Regions from separate parts of the Mus musculus genome. Here all the other regions are linked to region 1. A link is a contact called in public Hi-C and HiChIP or PLAC-seq data. All regions are on one chromosome and are shown on one strand. Each heading gives the region's core, a stretch centred on a gene start, on an enhancer-like site or on the middle of the called end of the contact. The rest is flanking DNA. Distances are from core to core; before and after follow the strand shown.

The links. A called contact is a pair of places that touch in the nucleus more often than the background predicts. HiChIP or PLAC-seq counts read pairs in DNA pulled down with a chosen protein or histone mark.
Region 2: a Hi-C map of embryonic stem cells shows a contact between it and region 1, with 3 times the contacts expected there. The contact joins the promoter of Trim50 here to the enhancer-like site in region 1. A contact is called at or near these places in 3 of 39 promoter capture datasets (hippocampal neurons, liver and pre-B cells) and 1 of 484 Hi-C or Micro-C datasets (embryonic stem cells).
Region 3: an H3K4me3 HiChIP or PLAC-seq map of craniofacial prominence shows a contact between it and region 1, with 3 times the contacts expected there. The contact joins two enhancer-like sites. A contact is called at or near these places in 1 of 39 promoter capture datasets (liver) and 2 of 115 datasets of contacts at active chromatin or transcription factors (craniofacial prominence and pancreatic cancer cells).

Annotation. Positions count from the first base shown.
Region 1 is chr5:134,964,652-134,969,048 of GRCm38.p6, reverse strand. No RefSeq gene overlaps it. Among named protein-coding and RNA genes, the nearest start is that of Cldn3, 19 kb to the left of the region's middle. Within about 2 kb of position 2,663, at least 146 of the 459 cell types and tissues checked have an H3K27ac peak or open chromatin away from gene starts, as enhancers often do. A contact at or near this core is called in craniofacial prominence, embryonic stem cells and liver, where this site is marked.
Region 2 is chr5:135,352,024-135,356,411 of GRCm38.p6, reverse strand. Trim50 (tripartite motif-containing 50) reads right to left here and starts at 3,117. Exons shown (of 6, transcript NM_178240.3): 1 at 2,718-3,117. The coding sequence starts at 3,116.
Region 3 is chr5:134,537,339-134,541,735 of GRCm38.p6, reverse strand. The region is part of intron 1 of Clip2 (CAP-GLY domain containing linker protein 2); the gene reads left to right. Among named protein-coding and RNA genes, the nearest start is that of Clip2, 13 kb to the left of the region's middle. Within about 2 kb of position 1,610, at least 227 of the 459 cell types and tissues checked have an H3K27ac peak or open chromatin away from gene starts, as enhancers often do. A contact at or near this core is called in craniofacial prominence and liver, where this site is marked.

The sequences.
Region 1 (4,397 bases), core at 1,414-3,913:
ATGTTCCTGGCCAGCCTCTTCCCTTCTCTCTCTCTCCTCTCTCTTTCTGTCCTTCTCTGTCCCTTTCTTTCTCTGCCTCTACTCCCTCTTCCAGACCCCCTTCCCAGGTCCCAAATAAACTTCCTTTTATACTAGACCTATCCTAGGGCTGACCTCAGGGGAATGCCTCATCACTGGCCCACTAAGGCACCCCTCCCGCCATATCATACCGAATTTTATAAAAATCACATCAACTACCACCTCTGCCTGGCGCAATCTGGAGTTCTAATCCTCTTGACCCTATCTGTTGGCTGCTGGGATTGCAGGTGTGCCACACCACAGTCAGCACTGCTGGGAGTGAGAGCCAGGGTCTCCTGTGTGCAGACACATCCTTAGCCCCCTTCATTTTTACTATTCCATTTTGGTTTGGTTTGGTTTTTGAAGCAGAGCCTCTCTACATAGCCCTGGCTGTCTTGGAACACTCTATGTAGACCACACTGGCTTAGGAGCACAGAGATCCACCTCCCAAGTGCTGGGATCAAAGGTGTGTGCCATTAAGCTTGGCTGATTCTTATTTTTTATTATTACTTTTGAATCTGACCACACACACACACACAAGTTGTGCACGTTGCTGGAGTGGAGCTGAGAGTTAGAGCTCTTGGCCAACAGGTGAGAAGCTCTGGGTTCAGGGTTCAAACCCCAGCATTAACAAACAAACAAACAAACAAACAAACAACAAACGGCTGGGCAGTGGTGACTTAGTTTTTTAATCCCAGCAGAGACAGGCCAGTCTCTAAGTTTGAGGCCAGCCTGGTCTACAGAGCAAGTTCCAGGATGGCCAGGGTTACACACCTGCCATGAAAAAACCCAAACCAAACTAAACCGGCAACAAAACTCAAAGGACCCCAACCATCAGCAAAGGGCAAAGCCCGAGGGCAGATCCAGGGGCATCGTGTGATATTTCACCCTCTGGATTATCACGGGTGTCACGGAGACTTCTGCGGTCGGCCGTGGCTTTCCTCTTAGGGTTCTTGGAGAGGGTCTACCTGGCTCTAATCAGTTGATGGTTCCCTCTCTCTCTGCTGCCCTAGGGCTCAGGTTTCTCCTTCCAGCTTCCTGGACCTCTTAGGGCTATTTGAGAAGTAAAACAGGTTGGGGCAGACGGGCGTGAGTTAGTGAGTGGGCCTAGTGTGGAAGCCGGGTTTTTGTTAAGTTTCCTGGTGTCTGTCCTTTACAGCAGGGTAGTGAGCACCTAGACCTCCCGCCGATTGCACTTCCTGCACATTCCCTGACCCTTGCACTTCCTGCACATTCCCTGACCCTTGCGCGTGTCTTCTGAATACTGAACCTCCTGCATGCTGCCTGCCCCACTGTGTGCTTACACTGCGTGTGCCTACTGTATGTTGCCTTCCTCCTGCTTGTGCCCTGTGCAAACTGAGTCTAAAGCAGATGGGCCTTGTTCTTGCGTGACAGGGTGTTGTATTCTCACCCAGAAAGTCCATAGTTCTGGGTGTGACCTGACTCTCCCGTGGGGGGGTACATTGGGAAGGTGCGAGGTGAGAGCGGCCAGGTCAGGGTGGAATCGGTTTTTCTCTCAGTCAAACCTGGTTGGTGCGCTACTCTGGGGTAATTCCCAGGTAGGCTCTTAGGTGTCATAGATCAGGTGAGGGAGGGGTGAGTCACACCTGCCTCCCCCTCCCCCTCGGGAGAAACTTCTCTCTCCCCAGGGCTAGGTTTCACTAAGTCGTAAACAGGCCCTGCCCAAGAGATCTTTCTTCCGGTCTCGGCCAGATCCAGTGTAACCCAGCCTGGGGGCTGCCTGGTTGCCTAGTCAAGGGAACGTCCTGGTCCCAGACTAGATCCCTGAATTCCTTGGCCCACTCTAACCCCCTTCTTCGTCCCCCTGGGCTCCTTTTTCCCCTAGCGAAATCGCAGTCTCTTTCGCTGCGGAGCTTTCATTCTCCCTGGGGAATTTCGGGGAGATGGCTTGAAGGGGTGAAGAAGCAGGGGGCTTGGTGAATGGGCCTCGTGTGAGGCCAGGGTTTTCTCCCTTTTTTAAAAGATTAATTTGGTTTCATTTATGTGAGTGTTGCCTGTATATATGTGATGTGCATAGCGTGCGTGCCTGGTGTGCTGGCAGAGGTCAGAACGTGGACTTCACATCTTCAGGAACTGTAGTCAAGAACTTTATGGGTGCTGGTGTTTCAGAGTAAGGTTAGCTGGCCCAGTTTGCTTTCAGTGGCTTTTCCTAGGTGAGCATGTGGGCGGGGCCATCCATGCCAAAGTATCCCTGTGGGCGGAGTTTCCCTGTATGTAAGTAAGCCATGTTTTTGACAATATTGCAAGCAGGCCTATCAAATCCATTAGGAGAATGTTGGCAAGGCCATCTAGTGTCTAGATGAGGCAAAGGTGAGAGTGTGGGCGGAGCTTCGGGTCCTGAAGTGAATCTATAGGTGGGGCTCTCCATCCATCTCCAGCATGTGGGCAGGGTCTCCGTCTTTTAAGGGGTGGAGCTGCTGGGCCGATACGTAATTTTACAGCCCTCCTAGTGGCTCAAACAGTTCCTCTTTCCTTTCCGCCACTAAGGCGCACACTTATCCTCAGACAGACTACATCAGGACCGGCCTGGGAGGACTCTTTGAAGCTAGGTCCTCAGGGTGGCAGTATTTCCACAAGACCAAGCAGAGGTGGTGTCGTTGTGTGCCGGGGAGCAGTGAAGTGCCTCCGCACGTGAAGGGGCTTGCAGCTAAGACCGGGTTCAGTTCCCAGAAATCACAAGGTGAAAGAAGAAAACTGCAGTAGGTTGTTTTCTGACCTCTACATGCGTGTCATGGCATGCACACCACACACACACACACACACACACACACACACACACACACACACACGCACGCGCGCTCGCGCGCGCGCAAGTGGGCCAAGCTGCAGGAACGCTCACCTCCACTAAGGGGTGTTCTTGAGCCTAGGTCCACAGCTCCCCACCAGGAATGGACAGGCCCTTCTTGCCATTCAGTCTCCTGGGACCTCATACTCCTGCCCCAGAGTGGCCTTCTCAGACTATGTCACAACTCGGCTACACTTGCTGCTCTCTCCGCAGGCTCCTAAGGTGCACTGGACCTCGTCTAGTTATCCTGCCGGTCAGCGCGAACCCGGGGCAGGACAGATTCAGATCTCCAGTATTCCACAACTGTTAATATTTTGCAAATGTAAAAAGAAACCCACCCGTAGTTCTCTACATGCGCAGTCAATTTGTAGGTGCCTTAGCAACCTGTTCTAACGCCCGGTGCCTCTCCTTCCAGTGTTGTTTGAGATTTTCAAATTTTCTATCAAACCTTGTTGGACACTTTATGGATGCAGTTCCCACTAGCAAACAGAAGAGGGCGACGCTAGCAAGAGCTATTGCAGGCTCAGGGCTAATCTAGCCGCGGAGCTAGAGATTGCTGCTGGACAGAGAGTTGAGGCTGATGTGAAAAGAGTGGCCTGGGACAGGAGGTAGTGATGCCCCGACTGGAGTTTCTTTGTTTTAAGATTTTAAATTTGCCTGGAGTAGTGGCACACACCTTTAAAGCCCCGCCATCCCACCACCACCACACACACCCTGACTCTGGGTCTCTAAGAGTTCAAGTCCAGTTTGGTCTACATAGTGAGTTCCAGATCATCCAGGTCTAAATAGTGAGATGCTGTCTCAAAATTTTTTATTTGTTTGGTGGTAGTGGTGACTAAAGCAAGGGTCTCATGAGAGCTAGGTAGGCATTCTATTGCTGAGGCATATCCCAATACCTGCCTTGCCCCTTTTTGAGACATTTCTCTGTGTAGCCTTGGCTGTCTGAGAACTCACTCTGTAGACCAGGCTGTCCTTAAACTCAGATATCCACCTGTCTCCTGAGTGTGGGGATTAAAGGCATGTGTGATCACTGCCCAGTTCCATCCCTATTTTTAAAAGACATAACCTACATTTAAATGTACTTTTGTTGTATTTTCAATTTTATAGGTATAGATGTTTTGCTTGCATTTATGTATGTATGTATGTATGTATGTATGTATGTATGTATGTATGTATTTATTGGTTTTTCAAGACAGGGTTTCTCTGTATAGCCCTGGCTGTCCTGGAACTCACTTTGTAGACCAGGCTGGCCTCTAACTGAGAAATCCCTCTGCCTCTTTGCTTGCATTTATGTCTTGCACCAGGTGGTGTGTGCCAAGGGCCCTTGGAGGACAGAAGAGGGCACTAGATCCCTTGCAACTGGAGTTAAACAGAATTGTGAGCCTCCATGTGGGTGCTGACACTTGAACCCAAGTTTTCTGAAAGAGTATCTGGTGCTCTTAATCACTAAACCATTTCTATGGCCCCTCTATCTATCTATCTATCTATCTATCTATCTATCTATCCATCCATTCATCTATTTATAAGACCCATC
Region 2 (4,388 bases), core at 1,868-4,367, 390 kb before region 1:
CTGCACACACATATGTAGGTATGCATGCCATTTTGCATACCTGTGGAGCCCAGAGAAGGATGTCCTATGCCCTGTTCCATCCCTGTCTGCTTTATTCTTAGTGAAGACTGAGAGGTTGGCTGGCAGCCAGCAAGCCCCAGACATCTTCCTGTTGTCTTTATTTCCACACTGCTGGTGTCACAGAAATACACAGCCATGCCTGGCTTTTTACACGGTGCTGAAGATTCAAATTCAGGCCCTCATGCAGCAAGTGCCCTCACTATTGTCCCCTCTCCCCCCACACACCTCCTGACCCTTTGTGGGTGCTACTCTCTCTGTCTCCTGCCCCCACCACCTCCCTTTCTTGTGACTCAGGTTGGTGGTCCACTTCCTGCAGGAAGACTTCCCTGAGTGCCCAAGCTTTTACAGGATCCATGGCCACTATGATGGTTAATCTCAATAATCAGTTTGGGGCTGGCAAGATGGCTCAGTGGTTAAGAGCACCGACTGCTCTTCCAAAGGTCCCGAGTTCAAATCCCAGCAACCACGTGGCGGCTCACAACCATCCTCAATGAGATTTGATGCCCTCTTCTGGAGTATCTGAGGACAGCTACAGTGTACTTACATATAACAAATAAATAAATCTTTAAAAAAAAATAATCAGTTTGACTAGATTTAGAAATGGTGTGGACTCTGGTGTGTCTGTAAAGGTGTTTCCAGAGTGGTTCAGTCCAGGAAGACAAACCTAACCAGTGTGAGTGGCACCTTGCCACAGGCTGAGGTCCTAGACTGAGGAAAAGGAGACACTGAGGTGAGCACCAGCATCCATCTCTCCTTGCTGCCTGACTGTGGATGCCACGTGACCAGCTGCTCCTGCCACCATGCCTCCCCTGCTGAGATGGACTGTACATCATCTAACCTTGAGCCACAGTAAGCCCTTCCTTCTTCAGGCTGCTTCTTGTCAGCAACTGGTACTCAGCCTGGGCATCCAACATACAGAGCTCAGCAGACCCCAAGTGATGCGTGTTCCAGGCCTGGTGAGACCTTTGCCTACTGTTATAGCAGGCACAAGCACAATGCCTGCACATAGTAGACACCGACTGTATACATGTGATTGAAAGGCACAGGTCTGCCCAGCCCTGATGTTATCCTTGGTGTTATATACTCTAGGTTGAAGGAACAAAGAAATGCACCAAAAAAAGAACAAGCAAACCAACCCTTTCCAGTCCCACCTTCAAACTATTACAGATACATTTTGTTTTTCTTTCTGGTGCTGGAATAAAACCCAGGGCCTTGCTCACGCTAGGCAAGCTGTCTGCCACTTGCTGCTGAGCCACATCCCCAGCCCCTCATCGTGGGATTATAGGAAGGTGCTCTACCTCGAGGCAATGCCCACAGGCCTTCACTGAGGGGTTCTAGACAAGTGCTAGAATCTGAGCCATATCTCCAGCCTTGTAAACATGACTCTCAAGCCTTATATAATAAATATATTATATATAAACATCATAAATATAACATTTAAAAAATTAAATAGTAAATGTCGATCTGTTTACCTGAGATAAAAGTCCATGGGCTGAGGAATTCACAAATTTAACACTTATATTTTGAACATTTACCACTTCAACTGTAGCTGTAGACCAGTGGTTCTCAACCTTCCTAATGCTGTGACCCTTTAATACAGTTCCTTATGTTATAGTGAGCTCCAGCCATAAAATTATTTCATTGCTACGTTATAACTTTAATTTTGCTACTACTATGAATCACAATATAAATATCTAATATGCGGGATATCTAATATTTGGTATGCTATCCCTGTGAAAGGGTTGTTTAGCCCCTAAAGGGTCTCACCCCACAGGTTAAGAACCTCTGCTGTAGCTGCTGAAATACAGCAAGGAACAAAGGCCCCACCCTCATGCTTGTGACCAGATGGGCTTAGGAGCTCTGAAGAAGCAAGGCTAGTGTTGTGGCTCAGCAGGTCAAGTCTGATGATCTGGGTTTGATCGTGGTGGAATAAGAAAGCTGATTCCTTGACATTGTTCTCCATGTGTATGTCTACACATAAATGAATAAAGAATATAAAAAGAAAGAAATCTATTGTGGTACGTGCCTATAATCTCAGCTCTGTGGAGAATGAGACAAGAAGATTTAGAGTTCAAGGCCAGTGGCTGTATAGTGAGTTCAAGGCCAGTCTGAGCTACAAATAAACCACAATCAAAATCCATACCACTGAACCTAGGATGTTGCTTAGTAGAAGAATGCTGCTTAAGCTATAAACTAAGCCTTGGATTCCATCCGTAGGACAGCAAGCAAAACAAAATAAAGCAAGCCAAAGACACAAGGTAAAAGAATAGGAAAAGTCTGGCAAGGGACTCGCTGTCATTCCTGCAGCTACGATCCTCAGGACCCTGGTATATAAGCAACTCTTCAAAAACCAATGAAGAGACCCCTACGTGGAAGAAGAGCACTGACTTCCACAAAATGTCCTCTGACTTCTACGTGCATGCCGTGGTACACGCGTGCACAGTCAAGCAGTCAATAATCAAATAAGTATTAAAAACCAATGAATGAATGCATGCTTGAGTATGTGCGCCATACTTGAGTATGTGCGCAAGATGGAGTTGGAGAAATGGAGCCCTGGTGCAGTAGCCTTCCTCTACCGCGTGGAGGCGCAAGACAGCACTCAGGAGAGCCGCCCTTTGCTCTGCTCCTCCCGCTAGCGGCCCGCCCGCCCCTCGCACCTTCATGCGGCTGTAGACGGTGGAGACTGGTGTGACTCGGTGGTGTTGGTGGGAGCCCAGCAGGCCACAGAGACCACAGATGAATTCCTGGTCTTTCTCGCAGAAGAGGCTGAGAGGGTTTCGGTGGTGCACGCAGACGGTGGGCTCTATGTCCCCCGGCAGCCTCAGAGCATCTATCACCCGGGCCAGGGAGACATTAGGCGGGGAGCTGCTGCAGTCTACTGACTGACGACACACAGGACAGCATAGCTCGGAGTCCAGGTGTTGGGACAAGTTATCCAGGCAGTCCTTGCAGTAGGAGTGGCCGCACTGTAGCATCAGAGGCTCTTTGAAGACCTCCAGGCAAATGGGACACTGCAGCTGGTCCTGGAGTTCCGGCACAGTCAGCCGCCACGCCATGCGCACAGCTCAGCTGCAACACAGGTGGCAGTCAGTCCTCTATCCTGCCGCCCCCTCCCTCTGTCATATTTTCCCTTCCCCCAGGGCTGCTGAAAGCCTAGGGAGAAAAGGATGCCAGCCCTGGATTCTGATCCTAGCGCCTACTATGACTCTGAGCCTCAGTTTCCCCGTCTGGGAAAAAAGGACTTAAGTGGAAAACAATGGCCACTATGAGTCTGGATATATAGATCAACTGCAAGTCTAATTCAGAGTTTTTTCTCCATACATGAGGTCCTGGGTTCAATCTCTAGCATCACAAACGTCACATTGAGCTAGGACCTTCCCCCATGTAACCCCAGCATCTGGGGGGGATTGAACCCAGAGCCTTGCGCATGAACAGCCACTCATGAAATTGTCCTGAAGCAATGATTCTCAGTGTGTGGATTGCAACCCTTTTGAGGTTCCGACAACCCTTTCAAGGTGGTTGCCTAAGACCACTGGGAAAATACAGATGTTTATAACAGTAGCAAAATTAGTTATGAGGTACCAACAAAAATACTTTGTTATGGTTGGGGGGGGTCACACAGCATGAGGAACTGTGTTGAGGGCTGTAGTGTTAGAAGGTTGAGAACTGCTATTCTAGAGATTCCAGAGCCCCAGTTCCAGGCAGGGATTCAACTTCAAGGAAGATTCTCTCTTGAGACCCAGAAATCTGTAATATACACCTTCAAGCCAGGCACTTTTTGTTTATTTTTTTGTTTTCAAGACAAGGAATCTCTGTGTAGCCCTGGCTGTCCTGGAACTCTCTCTGTAGACCACGCCGGTCTCCAACTCACAGAGCTCTGCCTGCCTCTTCCTGTCAAGTGCTGGGATTAAAGGCAGGGAGCACCAGGAACCTGCCGCCTAAGCAATCTTAAAGCCAGATTGTTACTTTTTCTTTTTGGGATAGGGGTCCTGTGGACGGTGGTGGCCTTGAACCCTGTATGTAGCTGGGATTGCAGGTGTGCTCCACTATACACAATTTAAATAGTTCTGGGTATAGACCCCTTGGGGGCCTTAAGCATGCTTGGTAAGTCAGTATCTACTCAGTAGCTACATCCTGAACAACAAGAGCAATGTCCCTTGTCCCAGGGTAACACTGTCCTCACAGAGTCTGAGATAAAAAGAGCCTTGGGTGTTCATCTTCCAAAACAGAAACAAAGTCTCCACTGAGCAAGATAGCAGCAACTCGACCCACATCCCACTACCGCATTACCTGATTTCTTGTGGTCCAGCAGGCCTCCCACTAGGGCC
Region 3 (4,397 bases), core at 361-2,860, 430 kb after region 1:
ACGGCAAGCTGCCTGTGTTCCCTGATCCTCAGCCAAATGCAGTTAGAATGGTGTCCTGGGCCCTTAATCTCAGCACTGGGGAGAAAGAGGCAGGAGGATGGAAAGCCTGAGACCAACTTGGGCTATATAACAAATATGGAAAAGAAGGGACTCAAGCTGGCTCAGCAGGGAAAGGGGCTTGCTGCCAAGCCTGAAGACCTGAGTTCGAGCCCTGAAGACTTCTTCTGGAAGGAGAGAAATGACCAGATGACCCCACCCCCCAAGTTGCTGCCAAGTTGGAACCCTTCGTGCATAGGGCATGCATATATCCCTCCCCCCTATATATACACATATGTATGTGTATGCATACATATATATACATATATACATACATATACATACATATACATATATATTTTTTAAAGAGGCTGGGCATGTCTAGTGTCAGTCTAGTGTCTAGTGTCACCCTTATCGAGGGACCATCTCCTGGTAGAAGTGCCCAGTGAATGAGCCAGGGCCAGCGGCTTGGCTGGAGTTCTGGGCCATGGTGCCTACATCCTGCTGCCCTCTTCCCTGCCCCGGGGCCATATTACCTCATAGGACTTGGGCTTTCTCTTGCTCTACTTGGCACTGTTCCCCTCTCTAGGCCACTACCGCATTCACTGGGCCAGAATCCTGGGCCCTGTCTCCTACTGTCCTGTGGTGAGCGGGTCACCCCCAGGCAGCTGAAATGGAAACCCTGCAACAGAGCTCGGGTTTCTTCCCAGTAAGTGGCGATTGAGGACAGCACACAGGGGCCTGTTGCTTCTGTTAGACCCAAGTTCCCAGACAATGCTTGTGTGAACAGTGTCACCAGAGAGTTGTAACATGGGCCTCCTGACCTCTGTCAAGTATCTGGGATACTCCTGGTTTTACAAGCTTCCCAATTCAGGCACCAGGACCCCAGCCCCCTGCCTCCTGAGCACTGAGATTAAAATTGTTTTTATAGCCCAGGCTGACCTCAGACTCACTATGTAGCTGAGGATAACCCTGAACTTCTGATCCTCCCACCCCACCTCCCTACTTTTGGGATCACAGGTGTGCCCACCCTGGTTTAGGAGGGCAGGGGATCGAACCCAGGGCTTCATGCATACTAGGCAAGCCCTCTCCTGACCCAGCTATACTCCAAGCTTGGTTTATTATTTTATTACATTTTAGCATGTGTATGTATGTATCAGTTTTGCCCTTCTACCACCTGAGCCCTGAGGATCCAACTTAGGCCGTCAGGTTTGGTGGCAATTGTCTAAACTTGCTAGGCCATTTTGTCCACCTGGAACTTGAAGTCTTTCTTCCTCTGCCTCTCGTGCTGGAATCACTGTGTGCTGACCATGCCTGTGCTACCTGTATCCCAGATAGGTGAGAACCCCAAGGACTGTCACATGGCTTCATATCCTAAGGCCTCTTGGAGTGAAACTGGCTTCAGACTGCAGGCTCTCACTTCATGGCCTCAGCCATCAGCTGCACTGTGGCCAGAGGCCAGTGTATGGACATGTCACAGCTTTCCCAAGTCCTCCCCCACCCCACCCCCAACCAATTCTCTGTCCCAGAGCCCGGCTGAGTCACAGAGGGCCAGCTCAGCCCTCTGCCTCCTCCCCTCTTCCTGCTACCATTCTCCCCTCCCCCTCCCCTTTCCGGTCCCCTCCAGTCCCTGGCTGGGGTAGCAGGGACTGGCTGAATGCTGGCTTGGTTCTTTCCTGCCTGCTCCATGTGTTCCTTTGTTAGTTGAAGCAAGCAGGCGCTGTTCCCCAGAGGTCAGGGTCTTGGAAATGTTGTTTTAGGGCAGGGCCACCAGGCTAGGAGGTAAGGAAGAGGCAACCAACCCTGGGACCAGTTCAGTCATGGCTGCAACACTGAGACTGGGATGGAATCTGGGAAATTAATTTTATCTTCTCAGCTCCTGGTTCTATAAGTATGTGTTCTTTCTAAAAACTATTACTCGCTGTCTTTGAGAGGGAGCATATGCGTGCTGCATGCACATGTGGAGGGCTGTTTGCTGGGGTTGGTCTCTCTTACCATTTGGGGCCTGGGGATTGAACTCAGGTCCTCAGGCTTGGCAGCAAGCTCCTTTACTTTCTAAACCATATCACCAGCCCTCAGTACCTTCCTTTTCTTCTCTCTCTTCCCTCCCTTTGTCATTTCCCTTCCTTTCTTACTACTCCCCTCTCTCCATCCTTCACTTTCTCTTTCCTTTCTTCTGTTCACGTTATGTGTGTGTGTAAGTGTGTGCACATGCCTGCATCTGTGTGCACACACGCATGTGCATGTATGTGTGTGTAGTCCCAGTGCACACGTATGCACCTATGTGTGCATGTTTTTTCACTGCCCTGAGGATCGCCAAGTAGGCTACGTTGGCTGGCCAGGGAGCTCCAGGGAATCCCCCTGTCTCCGCCTTTCCGGCACTGGGCTTAAATGCATGTATCATTGCCCTGGTCACTATTGTATTGCTGTGAAGAAACACCCTGACTCCTAAAAAAGAAAACATTTAACTGGGGGCTGGCCTACAGTTTCAGAGGTTTAGTCCATTATCATCATGGAGGGAGGCATGGCAGGGGAAGGGAGGGGAGGGAGAGAGAGTCTGGTACAGGCTTTTGAAATCTCAAAGCCCATTCTCCAGTATAACTTTAATTTTTTTAAACCTTATTTTTAATGATGGTCCTTAAACGGTGTAACCTCTCTTTTAGCCCACTAGAGGTAGTGGAAAAGAATGGATACCGGGGAAGTGGACCTGTTTAGAAAGGTTCTTTGGAGCGACTTCCGTCTGTGTTGTGTGAAAGTCACCAGTTCCGTTCATAGGTCAGCAGCGGCAGCTTGATCCACTCACAAATACTTTACGGCTATATCAGCAGTCCAGTTCCGTAGTCAGGTTAGCAAACGTGGGTTAGCAGTGGTGGCACGCCCTAGCAGAGACAGGCCTCAGCCTCAGCACAGGTCAGCAGGAATTAGAATTAGGGAGGAATGCCAGGGAAAGTTCTCTGCTGTGCGTCTCCCAGCAAATCGAAGATCAGGGAAGATGTGAGACCCACAAGCATTGCACAGCGGCGAACTTGATAAGCAAGCTGATATGCCTCGATTACTGTCTACCGGGTACTCACATCTAAACATCACGTGTCTTCTACGGGTCTTGTCTCAGCGTGTGTCTTTGCCTTAGCATGTGTGTCTGTCTCAGCTGACACCACTCTGTCAATCAGCCCAAGTTCGAGGGAGCAGCAAGAAACTGCAGCATACCACCAGAAGTTTTTTGGTGCGTTTCTCTCTTTGGCATCCCAGTAAATGGAGCTCAACTATGCAATGTAAGGCAGACCAATACATGTGTGTCTTTAGCGAAGAATCTCTCATCACATGTCTTTTCATGTGTTTGCTTTAGCAGAACATTTTTTTTCTGTGTCTGCTTCAGCCAAACATTCCTTCCCGAGTCTGCCTTAACTTTCCACCTGTGTCCACTTCAGGAAAACACCCCTTCACGTGATTGTCCCAGTAAAACACCATCCAACATAACTGACTTTCCAAAGAGCCCTTAAGTTTCTACTTCACCCCAGTGACACACTTCCTTTAACAGGTCCACACCTCCTAATCCTTCTAATCCTTCTCAAATAGGGCCACTCCCAGGTAACTAAGCATTTGAATATATGAGTTATGGGGCCATTCTTTTTTTGTTTTTTTGTTTGTTTGTTTTTAATATTTATTTATTATATGTAAGCACACTGTAGCTATCTTCAGACACTCCAGAAGAGAGCATCAGATTTTGTTACGGATGGTTGTGAGCCACCATGTGGTTGCTGGGATTTGAACTCAGGACCTTTGGAAGAGCAGTTGGCACTCTTGACCCCTGAGCCATCTCACCAGCCCAATGGGGCTATTCTTATTTAAACCGCCACAATCCTCATGCAGGGCTTCTAACCATGAGCTCAGAGGACTGACTTTCTCTCGTGCTTCTGTGGCAAGAACCGCACTGACTGAGCCCTTTCTCCGGCCCTCTTTTCTTTTGCTAAGACAGGCCCTCCGTATGTAATGGAGGCTAGTCTAAAGCTCCATTCTCCTGCCTCAGCCTCCTATGTGCTGTGATGACAGATGTCACTCTAACACTCAGCTATTCCTGAACTTTTCTGACCTGTAACTGTTCTACTGGTAAGATGCCTGCTGCTTCTACAGCGGCCTTGGGCGTAGCCAGGTCACATCTATGCAAAGTGTGTGGCATACAGTAGGTTCAGTACTGTGCATAGTAGTACAGCATGGTGGACAAGCAGGTTCCTCACACAGTAGGTTTCTTGGGTGTTAGGGATTTTGCAGCAATCAGAGGATCGATGGATGCCACAGAGTCACACACACCATGTGATGACATCACCTGAGAGATTTTTTTTAGTGGGGAGAGACAAAGGCTG